2 separate regions of the Capra hircus genome follow, and region 1 is linked to region 2. The links are chromatin contacts, called in public Hi-C maps. All regions are on one chromosome and are shown on one strand. Each heading gives the region's core, a stretch centred on a gene start, on an enhancer-like site or on the middle of the called end of the contact. The rest is flanking DNA. Distances are from core to core; before and after follow the strand shown.

What was found. Hi-C and Micro-C count contacts between places; a contact is called where the count stands out from the background.
Region 1: a contact with region 2 is called in a Hi-C map of blood, with 4 times the contacts expected there. The contact joins two enhancer-like sites. A contact is called at or near these places in 2 of 5 Hi-C or Micro-C datasets (blood and liver).

The regions. Positions count from the first base shown.
Region 1 is chr13:50,405,005-50,412,080 of ARS1.2, forward strand. No RefSeq gene overlaps it. Among named protein-coding and RNA genes, the nearest start is that of SMOX, 68 kb to the left of the region's middle. Within about 2 kb of position 4,812, at least 1 of the 5 cell types and tissues checked has an H3K27ac peak or open chromatin away from gene starts, as enhancers often do.
Region 2 is chr13:50,307,292-50,314,307 of ARS1.2, forward strand. It overlaps SMOX (spermine oxidase), which reads right to left. Exons shown (of 7, transcript XM_018057379.1): 4 at 2,672-2,845; 5 at 1,750-2,509; 6 at 917-1,077. Among named protein-coding and RNA genes, the nearest start is that of SMOX, 30 kb to the right of the region's middle. Within about 2 kb of position 2,315, at least 1 of the 5 cell types and tissues checked has an H3K27ac peak or open chromatin away from gene starts, as enhancers often do.

The DNA.
Region 1 (7,076 bases), core at 3,562-6,061, 100 kb after region 2:
CTCCTCTGCCTAAAGCCCTCAATGGCTCCCCATTGCCTTCAGGATGAACCTTTTCAAAGCCGGTGCAGACATCATGACACATCACTCCTCAATATTTCAACATGTGTTGTCAACCCAGGGAGTCAGGATGAACCCCAGCACAGCATAGCAAGCAGGGTGTCTATGTAATGACCAGTTCTACAGGAAGTCTCTCTTCTCTTTCTTTGGCTTATTAACTGGCTCTGCTGCTTGCTTGTTAGCTTGCACTTTGAGCTGTACTGTTCATGCTGCATTTTCTGGGCCCTAATGAGAAGGGAATGGCAACCCACTCCAGTATTCTTGCCTGGAAAGCCCCGTGGACAGAGCAGCTTGGCAGGCTACAGTCCAAAGCGTCACAAAGAGTCAGACACGACTGATCGACTAAGCACAATAACACAATGAGCAACCCATGTTATAGATTTTACTAGACCATGTTAAGAAGTTTCAATTGTTGGCATTTAGGAATAGAGCTGTGAGATTGGGGCCCTACTTAAAATGGTCCTGCATTGTCCTATATCCTAGCCAAGGTACACAATACACACACACACATATATATATAATTGAATTGTATGTCTTATATAATCATTGAATTGCATGTCTTTGTATGTATGTACATAATTGAATGTAATTGTATGTAACATATTATCATTGAATTGTTATGTCACAATTGCAGCAAAAACCACAGCTGACACTAGGCTCAGGGGAACGACTCTTACACTATAACTATGGTTGTGTGACCAATGCCCTGAGTGATGGTCAGACCCAATGATGCTCACTCGTGTGAAAGAGACAGTCACTATGTGGCTTGCTGAGGACCACATTCCTAAAAGCAGATGGCTCACTAGGACCCTATGAGCTTCAAGTACTTCTGCTGCTGCTGTCAATGCAAAAGTTGATGGGAAAGACACCATGGCACCCCAAGGAACAGTTTCTTGTGAAAAGTGCCTCAAATACTTTATCCTTGCCCCTCTTAAGGGGCTAGAGGACACCATGACCCTATTGAACAACTGTAAAAGGGACCAAAAAGACTCTGGCATCAATTGAGTGTGATATCTTATCAACACAACTCTGCTCCCTTCTTAGGCTGCGGTTCCTTAGCCAATAAGGTGACAGTTGCCATGGAGGAGGCCTCTAACCCTGATGATGCTGATTTGAGGCTCCATAGAGGTAGAAACTGATAAAAATGAGAAAGGTAGAGGAGGTCAGCCCCAAAGTATACTCAATAACCACCTCCATCCCCCCCCAAATACCTGGATACAGGGGGAGAAATTGGAAATGATCTGATTGGAAATCCAAAATTTGCAAAAAGATATATACGGAAAGAATATATACAGTGACAAGATATAAAGGTGCCAATTGGTTTTTGCACATCTGCAACATGGGTCCTGGATTAACATTCACATCTGCTGAAAAGCACCAATTGGCACACTTTCACTCTTTAAGACTAGAGTTCAAATTATACTTAGACCAGAGAATCCCACTAAATTTAAATGAGATATGCCCTATAATCTTAGGGGGGGGTGGGTCACTAAACATAAAATAGAGAAGAAACAGGTGTGCTTCACCTTAGCCATAAGAACTATTGCCTTGACTATATTTTCCACAATCATAACACCCATTGTTCTAAAATATTCCACAGAGGGCATGCATGCTCTCACCCAATGAGTGATACAATTAAATTAAGTCATTGGCACTTAAAATCAGCTTGGGAAATGGAACCAATAGACCTCCCTCTCCCCTTCCATTTAAAATATTAACATGGCCCCAGTATAAATTAAACAGGACTTTCAAGGATCATACAAGACTTTTTTTAGAGAAGAGGTGGATTCTCCACACTGATTTTCCATTTAACAGTTGTACATGAACCCAGAAAGAATTAACCTAGAAAGAATTATGGTACTCCCTCACAATGGAGTACCGTAAACTTAATATTATGGTCTTGCCCAATAAGATCCCCATATCCAATATTTAAATGACTGATTAAATCCAACGAGCAGCTAGAACATATTTTGCTCTTAGAGATTTGGCTAATGTGTGCTGTTCAATATCTATCTCAAAAGCTTCTTCCTCTTCAGAGAAAAACAATTCACCTTTACCTGGCTCCCCTGGGGGTACCTCTGCAGTTCTACCATCAAACACAGTTATAATCTAAGTTTGGAGATAGTTTGTTACACAGCAAAAGCGAATGATACAAGTGTATATAACCATTGCTACTTAGCCCACTGTCCTCTGGTCTTTCAAATATCCCTGGCTACCTGGACTTTGTGCTGTTCTCCTCTGCCCACAGTTTGAACTTTCCTTTCCCAAGATTGGCTTTAATACATTTCATCTTGTTCCTCGCTTTTAATGCTGCTTCTTTAGCATCCCAACTACCCTTCAGGCCAGCCCCTAAGCTTCCTAAGCCAAAGAAATCTGATTATATTCTAGAGTGTCTGGAGCTAGGTTCAGTCAGCATCTTTTCTGGCCTTTGGAATTTGCTTGGGTTGGGTCCTCCGACTAGGTGAGGGTTGGTCCCTCAATATGGGCAGGTCATTTTGGCTTCACAGTGGCACTGCTGGTAAAGAACACACCTGCCAATGTAGGAGACATAAGTGATGTGGGTTCGATCCCTGGGTCAGAAAGATCCCCTGGAGAAGGGCATGGCAACCCACTCCAGTATCCTTGCCTGGAGAATCCTGTGGACAAAGGAGCCTGATGGGCTACAGCCCATTCGGTCACAAAGAGTCAGACACAACTGAAGCAATTTAGCATGCACAGCCCCTCAATGCTCCCTCTGCTGCTGCTGCTGCTGCTAAATCACATCAGTCATGTCCAACTCTGTGCAACTCCATAGACTGCAGCCCACCAGGCTCCCCCATCCCTGGGATTCTCTAGGCAAGAACACTGGAGTGGGTTGCCATTTCCTTCTCCAATGCATGAAAGTGAAAAGTGAAAGTGAAGTCGTTCAGCTGTGTCCGACTCTTCACGACCCCATGGACTGCAGCCTACCAGGCTCCTCCGTCCATGGGATTCTCCAGACAAAAGTATTGGAGTGGGTAGCCATTGCCTTCTCCAGATGCTCCCTCTGGCCTCCCTCAAAAACCCTTCTGAGCTTGGGTTTCTTAGTCTCAGAAGTGATCTTAACCCTTAAAGCACCATTTATGAGATGCTAGACCCCAGCATCTGGGAGATCTCGTGCTCTCTTGCCCATTCTCATGGCCTTACCATGTGCCCTTCTGAAGCTTCTGTGACTCATTGATCCCACTACTTCTCTGACATGGTGCTCTTTGCTCATCTCTACCCAAAACTCAATATTGGGCCCCTGAGAAGTTCGAGAATTGATGCATTTGAACTGTGGTGTTGGAGAAGACTCTTGAAGGTCCCTTGGACTGCAAGGAGATCCAACCAGTCCATTCTGAAGGAGATCAACCCTGGGATTTCTTTGGAAGGAATGATGCTAAAGCTGAAGCTCCAGTACTTTGGACACCTCATGAGAAGAGTTGACTCATTGGTAAAGACTCTGATGCTGGGAGAGATTGGGGGCAGGAGGAGAAGGGGACAACCCAGGATGAGATGGCTGGATGGCATCACTGACTCGATGGACGTGAGTCTGAGTGAACTCCAGGAGATGGTGATGGACAGGGAGGCCTGGCGTGCTGCAATTCATGGGGTCGCAAAGAGTCAGACACGACTGAGCGACTGAACTGAACTGAACTGAACTGAGAAGTTCAAGGCTCTATAATAAGACTCAGTCTGTGCAGATCCCCCAAGGACAGAAAACATTTCATTCCATCAAAATAAAGGCCCCTGGCAGACAGCGTTGTGGGTAGAGGGCTGACTCAGAATCTCTGTTTTGCCTCCTGTCCATAATGATGCCCAAGAAGACAGTAAAAAAAAAAAAAAAAAAAAAAAAAAAAAAGACAACATTATGGTAAAACCCCATCAACAGACCAATAATCTTCATGTCTTCACTGTATTTCATTCTGTGGCAGACACCTAGGTCTGATGGAGACAGATAGTTTTCCTTTCCTATTGTAAACTATTTCCATGGCCAAAACAGGGGTCAGAGGCTTTTTGAATCAGGTGCATGGGTCAAGGTGAAGACATGAGAGAGGGAAGGAAGGAGGGAGGGAAGAGAAAAAGAAGTGAAACTCTCTCCAAGATCTGGAGAGAGTCTGCCCCATGTCTTCTTTCCTGAGGATTAGGAAAGGGCTACAAGCAAAGCAGATGGGCCTGATGCATGATGACCCACCCCCCCTACCACCCGTGATGCAAAGAGCTGTCTCCCCACCCACACCCACCCCACCTCCTCCAGGTGCCTACACCATACAAGCAGCTCATCCTGGGCTATCTGTCAAACCACTTAAGAACATGTTGGGGGAATAAATCCCCATCATCAATTCAGAATATGGGAACCTTGTGCCCTTCTGATATATTAAAGCTGTCCAGTAATGTGGGTGGGCACCAGTTACAATTGCTGAGAGATTGTATCCAAAGGGCGGTTCTGGAGAAGACTTAATAAGGGGTATGAGGCCTTGAAAAGAGAGGGAGACAGCAGTGGGGGAGCCCTAGAGCTTCCACTATTCTGCAAATGCCTGGAACTGCAGACACAGACACTTGTGAGAGTCCTAATAGTACACAATTTGAATGGGCAGGGGGCTGGTGGTAATCCCCATGATAGAATCTACAGGCTGCAGATAACATGTAGAGTGGATGAGGCAAAGAGCGAAGTTTAGACCAGACCAAGGAGGCTTGAGGCAGGTTGTCCCACAACTTGATACTCTTGGAATCTGTTTACAACATACAAAAATAGCTTTGAAGAGCAGGGGAGCTGGGGTTCTGGCATGGATCTTCTTGGAAGCTGAAGGGCATCATACAGCCCAGCCCTCATTTAAAGTTTTCCTGATGAAGATGCAGCAGAAAAGAAGGCAAAGTGAGACAACTAGTGAGCCCTCATTCCTTTCCCTCACCATCTGGGACCTGGAAACCAGAGGGACATGATCATAAGATGTGCATTTGCTGCCTGACCAAGACTTGGAGAATGAGACATCAGGGGAGGGAAGCTGTGCCAGCCACCAAAAGGGCAGCTGTGGGCCCCACAGCCTAGACAACATGCACAGCTCCTCCTCAGGGTAAAAAAGCCAAGAGAAGAGGCCAAGGGGCAAAGTAGGAAGATGCTGAGCTCACCCCCTTCCCTGGACACACTGAAGTGACAACTATTTACACAGCACTATTAATGAGAATGACCCAGAGATTAGAAGAAAATATCTTCTACAACTGAAGACATAAAGAAGGTGCCACAATGAGTCAAGTAGGAGGTATGGAGACAGTTTTCTCAAGACTCACATCTCCAGAAAGGCAGTCCACAAACAGAAGGATAATCACAGTTGCAATGATTCTCATTAAGGAGTGAGGGGTCCAAGGCCCACTCTAGGCTCCCCAGCCTAGGGATCCTGCATCAGGAAAAGAGCCTACAGAACATTTTGCTTTGAAGGTCAATGGGGCCAGAGAGCAATAGGAAACAGAGTGCTGTGCTTAGTTGCTCAATCATGTCTGACTCTTTGCGACCCTAGACCCTGACTGATTGCAACCACAGTCTTAGTAGTCAAAATTTAGACCAGATAGTGCTCAAATTGACCCTGCTAACAAGGCAGATTGGTCCCAGCAGGGATTGTCCCTCTGGGGAAGTGGGGGTGGGGGGACTTAGTTTAATCAACCCCAGGCTGTTGATTATAAGAGAAACTCCTAGACATAAAGGAACTTTGGTCCATTTTCTTATACTATGTCAATAAAGAGCTAATTTTTTAGGCCATTTTTTCTTATCCTTGGATCATACATATAGGCTGACCAGTCATTTAAAAATTTTTCCAAAGAGTTTCCAGGTGGGGTGTGGAAACTCAGAGGAAGCACTTCCCATGTTAGCTTGAGCAGTTTGAACCAGATACCTGTGTGCTCAAACCAACAAAACAAAACAAAACCAGAACCTCACCAGCCGGGAGTCACACTCCAAATAAAACAAAAGGTAAAGAGATGCCCAGAAATCAAAAGCCAAGTGGCAAGAGTACCCCCAAAAGATGGCAAAGTGATGCCCAGAAATCAAAAGCCAAATAGCATAAATACCAAAAGTGACTTCCCAGCTCCACTAGACCTGGGAGCTGGCAGAGTTAGTGTTAGCAGCCTTTTTCAGTCCTGATATTGCTTGAAACTATATCAGAAAAGGCTAAGAGAGTTTTGCCAAGAGAACACACTAGTCATAGCCAACACAGTGTTAGCAACCTTTTTTAGTTCTGATATGGTTTCAAGCAATTTCTTATTGCTTGAAACCATATCAGAAAAGGCTAACAGAGTTTTGCCAAGAGGATGCACTGGTCATAGCAAACACCCTCTTCCAAAAACACAAGAGATGACTCTACACATGGACATCACCAGATGGTCAATACCGAAATCAGATCTCTTACAATTATACAGTGCAAAGAAGTTATTCTAGCATTTCTTCTTTTAGAAGCTTCTAGATACCAATCAAAGAAAGCACAGCCAGCTTTTTCTACTTGTGTGGACAAAAATATAAATTTTGGAATATCAAAATAATCTAAATGTGGCCATTTTAAGTTAATATCTCCTTTAGTATACATTCCCCAATTAACTAGAGACTTGCAAGTATGAGGTCTGTACATATTGTACATGAATCTGACTGGAGTGTTAGTCAGAAGTTGGCTTTCTGACAACCCTTTTCTTCTATTTTTGAGATTCTGTTGCCCATTTTAAGTTGAACTTGTCAAGAATAAAATCATTAGTGAAATTGTGTAGTGGGCCCATATGCTGCTTGTGAGCATAACTCCTCCAGGAGTCACTGCAGAGGTGTTTCAGCCCATCTTACATGTCTCGGATTCTGCAATCTAAGACCACCATGGCTACTCAGGTTGCTGAATTGCCAGTTCTTATGAGCAACTTAAAAGGCGCACACAAAATTTTACATGCTATGAGACCCAGAGCAGAAGCAGTAATTTCAAAAGAAACTAGATCAGACCCACTTGCTGATCTGGGAGAGACTCTCAGAGAGGCAGGGAGGAAATGAAGCA
Region 2 (7,016 bases), core at 1,065-3,564:
TTCCCTTCTTTCACTCATCAGCCTGTCACAGACAGGAGAACGAGAGCAACAGCCTCCACAGCCCTCTTGGGTCACAAGGTGGCCTGGAAGATGGAGCCAGGATCTACTGATACTGGGCCCCAACATCTACCTCCAGATTTCCTTTTGTGTGACCTAAGTAAATTTCTGTCTTGTTTAAATCAAAGTTTGTTTTGCTTTTTGTTATATGCGCTAATCCTAACTGATGCAGGGGACAAGAGAAGGAGGATGGCTATAGCAGTAGCCCTTCCTAAGCACAGCCAGGACAGGCACAACACATTGCTCTGCAATCTTCCTCATCAATTACACCAGAGAATTATTTTAAATATAATTTTGTTGGGGTTTTAACATTTATTGTATGGGTATGCTTGGTGGGGGGGACTCAAAATCTACTTTATAGGAGCAGAAATATATATAGATAATTTCAATTTATTATTTTTCTATGTGCTTTACTATATAGTTACTATAATTTGGGGGAAGGTCAGTATTTTGTTTTATTTCCTAAAACAAATTGGGGGAAATAAGCAAAACGTACCGGGTCAGTGCTGCCCAACAGACAGAATGCTGGCTAATGCAACTGAGGAACAAAATGTTGTATTTATTACTTTGGATTTGAATTAAATTAAATGTGGCTAACGGCTACCACAGTGGACAGCACAGAATTAAAAGTCTGTTATTTTTATAACTGTAAGAAAGCATTTAAGATATCCTAGTTTGACTCTGTTTGTTCTTCCAGGTGTTAAGTGCACTTTTTCTTGTTTTCTCCATCATTACAGGTCCTACTCCACCTATCTTACCTTGGCACTCCTCCCCTGGACCAAACACACATACAAAACACCCACCCCTCAAAGAACCCTCACCCCGCAGCCCCTCACATACCCAGCACACCCACACTCACCGCTGTCTTGGAGCTCTCCGTGTACGGCAGGGGCTTGGCCAGCTTCTCCACATCTGCCCCACTTGAGCCCACCTGTGTGTATGAATAGGATCCCCGGAAGTAGGGGTTGCTGCCCCAGGCCGAGCGCAGGATTCGCCGAGGCTTTGGGATATTGGGGTTCCCTGTTGGGGAGTGAGAAGAGCCAAGGGGAAGGAGGATAAGAAATGGCTGCACACAGAAGACACTCCTGAGCAGACAACTCCCATTGTACCTCGGGGGCTCCAGGAAGGCCAGGCATGAAGAAGGGAGGGAGGGAGGCTGGGGTTCAAGGTATATACCCCTCAATGTCTCCTTGTAATCCCCAGAAAACACCTCCTCTCTGTGGGCCTTAATTTTCCTATCTGAAAAACATCCCAGATAATCACGTTCCCCCTTCCAACTTCAGGCGTTCTTGTGGGGCTCTTCTCGGATAGTGCAGGAAACATGTTCGACTAAAAATCAGACAAAACCACCACAAATCCATCTCTTAGCAAGACAACATGAGTAGGAAGTGGGCAATCTGAGGTTTTGGGGTGATATCTGAGTTTTTCACCATCAGCCTTAGAAACAGAGAAGAAACACAGACCCTGTGATCTTGAGTGTCTCAAATTCCAAATGGAGAGAGCTTGCAATTTAGGAGGCCAAAGCCAAGACACAGTGCCCTACAGTATCTCTCCCAAGGGGTGTACCACCTCAGTTTCACAACCTGGGGATGAGGATGCTAGTACTGGTTCAGGAGACTCAGAGGGTCTAGAGGAGGAGGACAGACAGAGCGAGACCTGTTGAGCCGGCGGCAGGACAAGACAGGGACGCACCTGTGAACTGCCGAAGCATCTCTGTGCAGATCTCGGCCACTGCCTCGTCATCACACTTCTCCATGACAAGGGCCTCCTCCCCACAGATCCAGCCACTCAGCACATGGCCATAGCGCTCAGGAGGGTAGAGGACATCAAAGCCACAGATCTTGCGGTACCAAAGCTCGGGCGGGTAGGTGAGCGTGCAGCTCTCCGCCTCGTCCTCCCACACAAACCGTAGGCTGTTGCACTCAGGGCCCCAGAAGGGCTCCTCGAATTCTAGAAAGATCTTGTCAGTGGTGCCGATGCCCAGTCGGTGGATGGCAGCCACCTTCTCGGCGGGCAGGCCTGGCCGAAAGAAGCTGGCATGCTGCCTCTTGAGCACGCCCAGTGACACGGTCACGATCACATGGTCTGCCGGGATCACCTCGCAGTCCTCGCACTCCACCACCACTGGCCACTGCTCATCCTCATCCTGCCTCTCCTCCCGGGGCTCCTCTCCACCCTGACTGCCCTCCCCGGCATCATGATTATGGTCACCCTCATCCCGGGGCTCAATCTCAGGGCCCCGCGGGCGGGATGAGGCCTGGTCCCAGTGAACACAACGGACGGGTTTCCCCAGCTGGATGACGTGGGCTGGGAGGCCCTCAGCCAGCAGCTCCACAACCCGCATGAAGCCCGAGGGGATGACGTGGTGGGCACCAGGAATCTCAGTCCATTCCCCAAAGGCGCTCAGGGACACCTCATCCATGCTGTGCGAGCTACTCTCACAGCTTTCCACCTGTGGGAAGAGCCAGAGGGGAGCCAGGTGACCGCCAAGGCTGGGCAGGGATAGAAGCAGGACTTTAGGGCAGTGCTGCCCTCCTCGGACCCAACTTCCCCAGGGTCAGTCTTTCTCATTCTGGCATTTGTACTCAACAGAGCTCCGAGATGGCAAAGATACCTTCAGGTACTGTTGGATCATGGCGAGTTTCAGGCGCTTGGTGGCCTCTGGATCATCAGGGTCATCCCTGATGCGGTTGCGCACCTCCTCTCGGGTGAACACCCCCACGCTGTTCTGACTCTCAGCGTTAACTGGTTTACCATGCCGGAAGAACTCCTGGGTCAAGTTATAGACCTGCAAAGAGATCCCAGGAGACTGAAAACACATTCACTCATCCCATCTCCATCTCAGGCTCACCATCTCCAAAGTGTTCCCGGATATGCTGGGCACATGGCACCTCTTCCTTGGTGAATTAATGTGGTACTCAGTTTTGTACTGAGGCTGCACCAACAAAATGGAGGTTTGGGGATGGCAACCTGAACCTGGGCAGTCAGCTTCCTTGCCTCCAGACACAGGAGGTGGGATGGGCCCCAGAAACTCTTACTGAACCCCTGCTTAGAACAAAGTGAAATGTCTGGTGCCTGTACAGTGTGTGGGAAAGGAACTGCCCTTTCAAGTGCTCTACATAGCCAAGCATACCGCCCACTAAAGAACCAACGTCTACACAGATAACCCTTTTTCAAGAACCAAATGCACAGACTCTCCCCTGACATTCCTGTCCAAGTGTATCTGCTTCACCCTCTCCCAGGAGGGCAGCATAGAGCTGTGTCCTGGCTGGTGTTTTGCAGGGGAAAGAGCAAAAGGGGCCCATACATTGACAGCAATGTGTCTACCCTGCAACCCAGCTCTAGGACTGCTGAGGAAGAAAGGTGGTATGGCCCAACCCCCACTACTCCCTCAAGGGAAAAGCCTCTACTTAAGACAGAAACATAAATTAAACATTTCTCTGAATATAAAGAAGAACGCAAGTTAAATTATTCCTTTTTCTTCTCCCAACAGTCACAAGATGCTGGGTTTTTGGCTTTAACTGAAGTCCTCAGCAAATTCCTCACCTAGTACCATTGCCAAGGAGTCAGGCTTTCAACTTGCCTCCTCCCCCTTAGATTTTTCCCCTTGGCGATAAGCAACTGAGTAGCCAGCCAGTCAGTTTATGTTAACTAAAGGCCAAAATGCCCAGCTGAGGACTAACAGATTCACATGATTCTTTGTGTCAACCACTGACTAGGACTGCCGTAATTGAACACACATTTGTCACGTGGGTAGTCTCCTGTCCTGGGTTAAATGACATCTTCCTAATATGACCCAAGGGAAATGGGACGGGTCTGTAAGAGCTAACAATATTCACTCCATTTCCCATTAAGCATTTTTCACTGGGATCTCATTTATCCTTCATAACAATATGAAGTAGGTATAACTGTGTCTGTTTTACAGATGAAGAAAGTAAAGCTCAGAGAGTCTGAATAACTAGCTCATGAATATACAGGTATATACCATTCTCCATGAATGGTAGAACTTGAGTCAAGGCAATCTTGCTCCAGAGATTAAGCTTTATATGATAACTACCGAACAAACTCATCTATTTGTTAGCAAATATAACACATTCAAATGAGTAGCCCTTCAAAGTCATTGCCTTGGGAGGGAGGCTACATATTTATTATGAAGCCACCCTCAGGCAAGGCTTCACATGCTTAGAGCACACCTCTTCAGAATGGTCTCCAGCACTAAGAGCTATATAAGGAAATCTCTCTTTTGACCTCATGGTTAACACCTTTTCCTTCTGACTCAAAGCAGCACCACTTAGAATGATAATAATAATAATGTAATGTTAGCCTCTCAGTCATGTCTGACTCTTTGCGACTCCATGGACTGTAGCCCACCAGGCTCCTTGTCCATGGAATTCTCCAGGCAAGAACACTGGAGTGGGTGGCCATTTCCTTCACCAATGATAACCTACCTTTATCTATCCTACTTTCCATGACTCACACACTTGGCTTTCAAAAATCAGACCCACAAGCAGAAGTTGATGATGATCTACCTTCAGGAACATTTAAAAGAACAAGTAAGTCCTGGACCCTGAATATCATTCTCAAGAGGCATCCATGCTTGAAGCACTCACAGTAACATAGGAATGAGGACATGACTGATTCTCAGTACACCAAGAAGGTCTACTTTCAAGAATGCTAATTCTTACTTGCTTAATATTGAGTGAGAACACGCAACACTATAGGATTGTACACAGCATACTGTATGAGTGCACACACATAAGACAATGGGTGTTCCTGCCTTCCATGGAGCAGAGACAACCCCAAAGCAAGGGTCATTTCTCCTTCCCTATGCACAAGAGACATAAAAAATATATATTAGGTAAGTGTTGACCAGTTTACTAACCTAAAGTGAAGGGTCATTACGCTATAAATGGAAGCTATCAGAAGGCAAGATCTACAAGTTACCTTGCTTGTTTTTTGCAGTTCACAGCAAAGTTTCTAAAAATATTAACTTTTTTTTAAGCTGAAATAAAACAAGGGCATATTCCCTGACTTACAAAGCTACAGTAATCAAAACAGCATGGTACTAACACAAAAACAGACACACAGATCAATGGAACAAACTAGAGAGCCAGAAATAAACCCACACACAACTACTCTATGATAAAGGAGGCAGAATATATATGGAAAAAAGACAGTTTCTTCAACAAGTGGTGCTGGGGAAACTGGACAGCCATATGTGAAAGACTGAAATTGGAACATTTTCTCACACCATATACAAAACTAAACTCAAAATGGACCAAAGACCTAAATGTAACCATGGAAATCATGAAACTTCTAGAAGAGAATATCGGCAGAACACTCTTTGACATAAATTGAAGCACTTTTTTTCTCCTAAGGCAGAAGAAACAAAAGCAAAAACAAATTTAATTTAATCTAAAAGTTTTTGCACAGCAAAGGGAATCACTGACAAGACAAAAAGACAACCTACTGAATGGAATAATATATTTGCAAATAATATGACCAATAAAGGGTAATATCCAAAATATATAAACTGCTCATACAACTCAATTAAAAAAAAAAAACTATCAACTTGATTAAAAAATGGGCAGAAGACCTGAATACACATTTTTCCAAAGAAGAAATACAGATGGCCAACAGGCATATGAAAAGATGCTCAACACACTTACTCATCAGAGAAATTAAAAATGACAATGAGATATCACACCTGTCAGAAGAGCTGTCATCAAAAAGAACACAAGTAACAAACATTGGTGAACATATGGAGAAAATGGAACCCTTTACCCTGTTGCCAGGAATGTAAATTGATGCAGCCACTATGGAAAATATGGAGGTTCCTCAAAATATTAAAAATAGAACTGTCACATGACCCAGCAATTCCACTCCTGGGCATATATCCAAAGAAAAAGAAAAATTAATTTGAAGAGATACTTGTACCCCAAAGTTCACTGCAACATTATTTATAATAGCCAACCTATGGGAGCAATCTAAGTGCCCATCAACATATGAATGTATAAAGAAGATGTTAGATAGATATAGATATAAAACATAGTTATATATGTAGTATACATACACATGTTTTATATACATGTTAGATAGGTAGATATAAACTATATTGTTATATATATGTATATATACACACACACATTGGAATTTTACTCAGCCATAAAAAAGAATGAAAATCTGCAATTTTCAACAACATGCATCGACTTAGAGGGTATTATATTTACTGAAATAAGCGAGAAAGAGAAAGACAAATACACTTTATCATCATTTATATGTGAAATCTAAAAAATAAAACAAACAAATGTAACAAAACAGAAATAGACTCAGATATAGAGGACAAACTAGTGGTTACCAGTGGAAAGAAGGAAGAAATGAAGGGTAAAACAGGGGTATGGGATTAAGAGACAAAAACTACTATGTATAAAAAATAAATAAGCAACAAATATATATTGTACAGCACAGGGAAATATAACCATTATCTTGTAATAACTTTAAATGGAGTATAATGTATAAAAATGTTGAATCACTATGCTGTATACCTGAAACTAGTATAATATTGTAAATCAACTAAACTTCAACTTTAAAAAATCAGTTATAATTCTATATACCAGGAACAATTAGAAAATAAGGTTTTTTTTAAAATTATCATTTACAAGAGTGTCTAAGAACATTAACAACAACGATCATACACATTTACCTAGTAACAAATCTAATAGATATTTAAGGACTTCCTGGGGAAATATTTAATCCTAAGTATCAATAATCTCTTCCTTAGTACTTCTCCATTCATTGTCTTCTTTCTACCTTCAAACTGGGGCCCAGAGAATGTACAGACATGACCAGGATCACAGAAAACCCTAGCAAGTTGCCGAGCCCCCGACCTCCATCTTACACACACACGCACACACACAGTGCCAGTGTGCTCCCTGTCCCCCACACCCTTGTGCTCAACT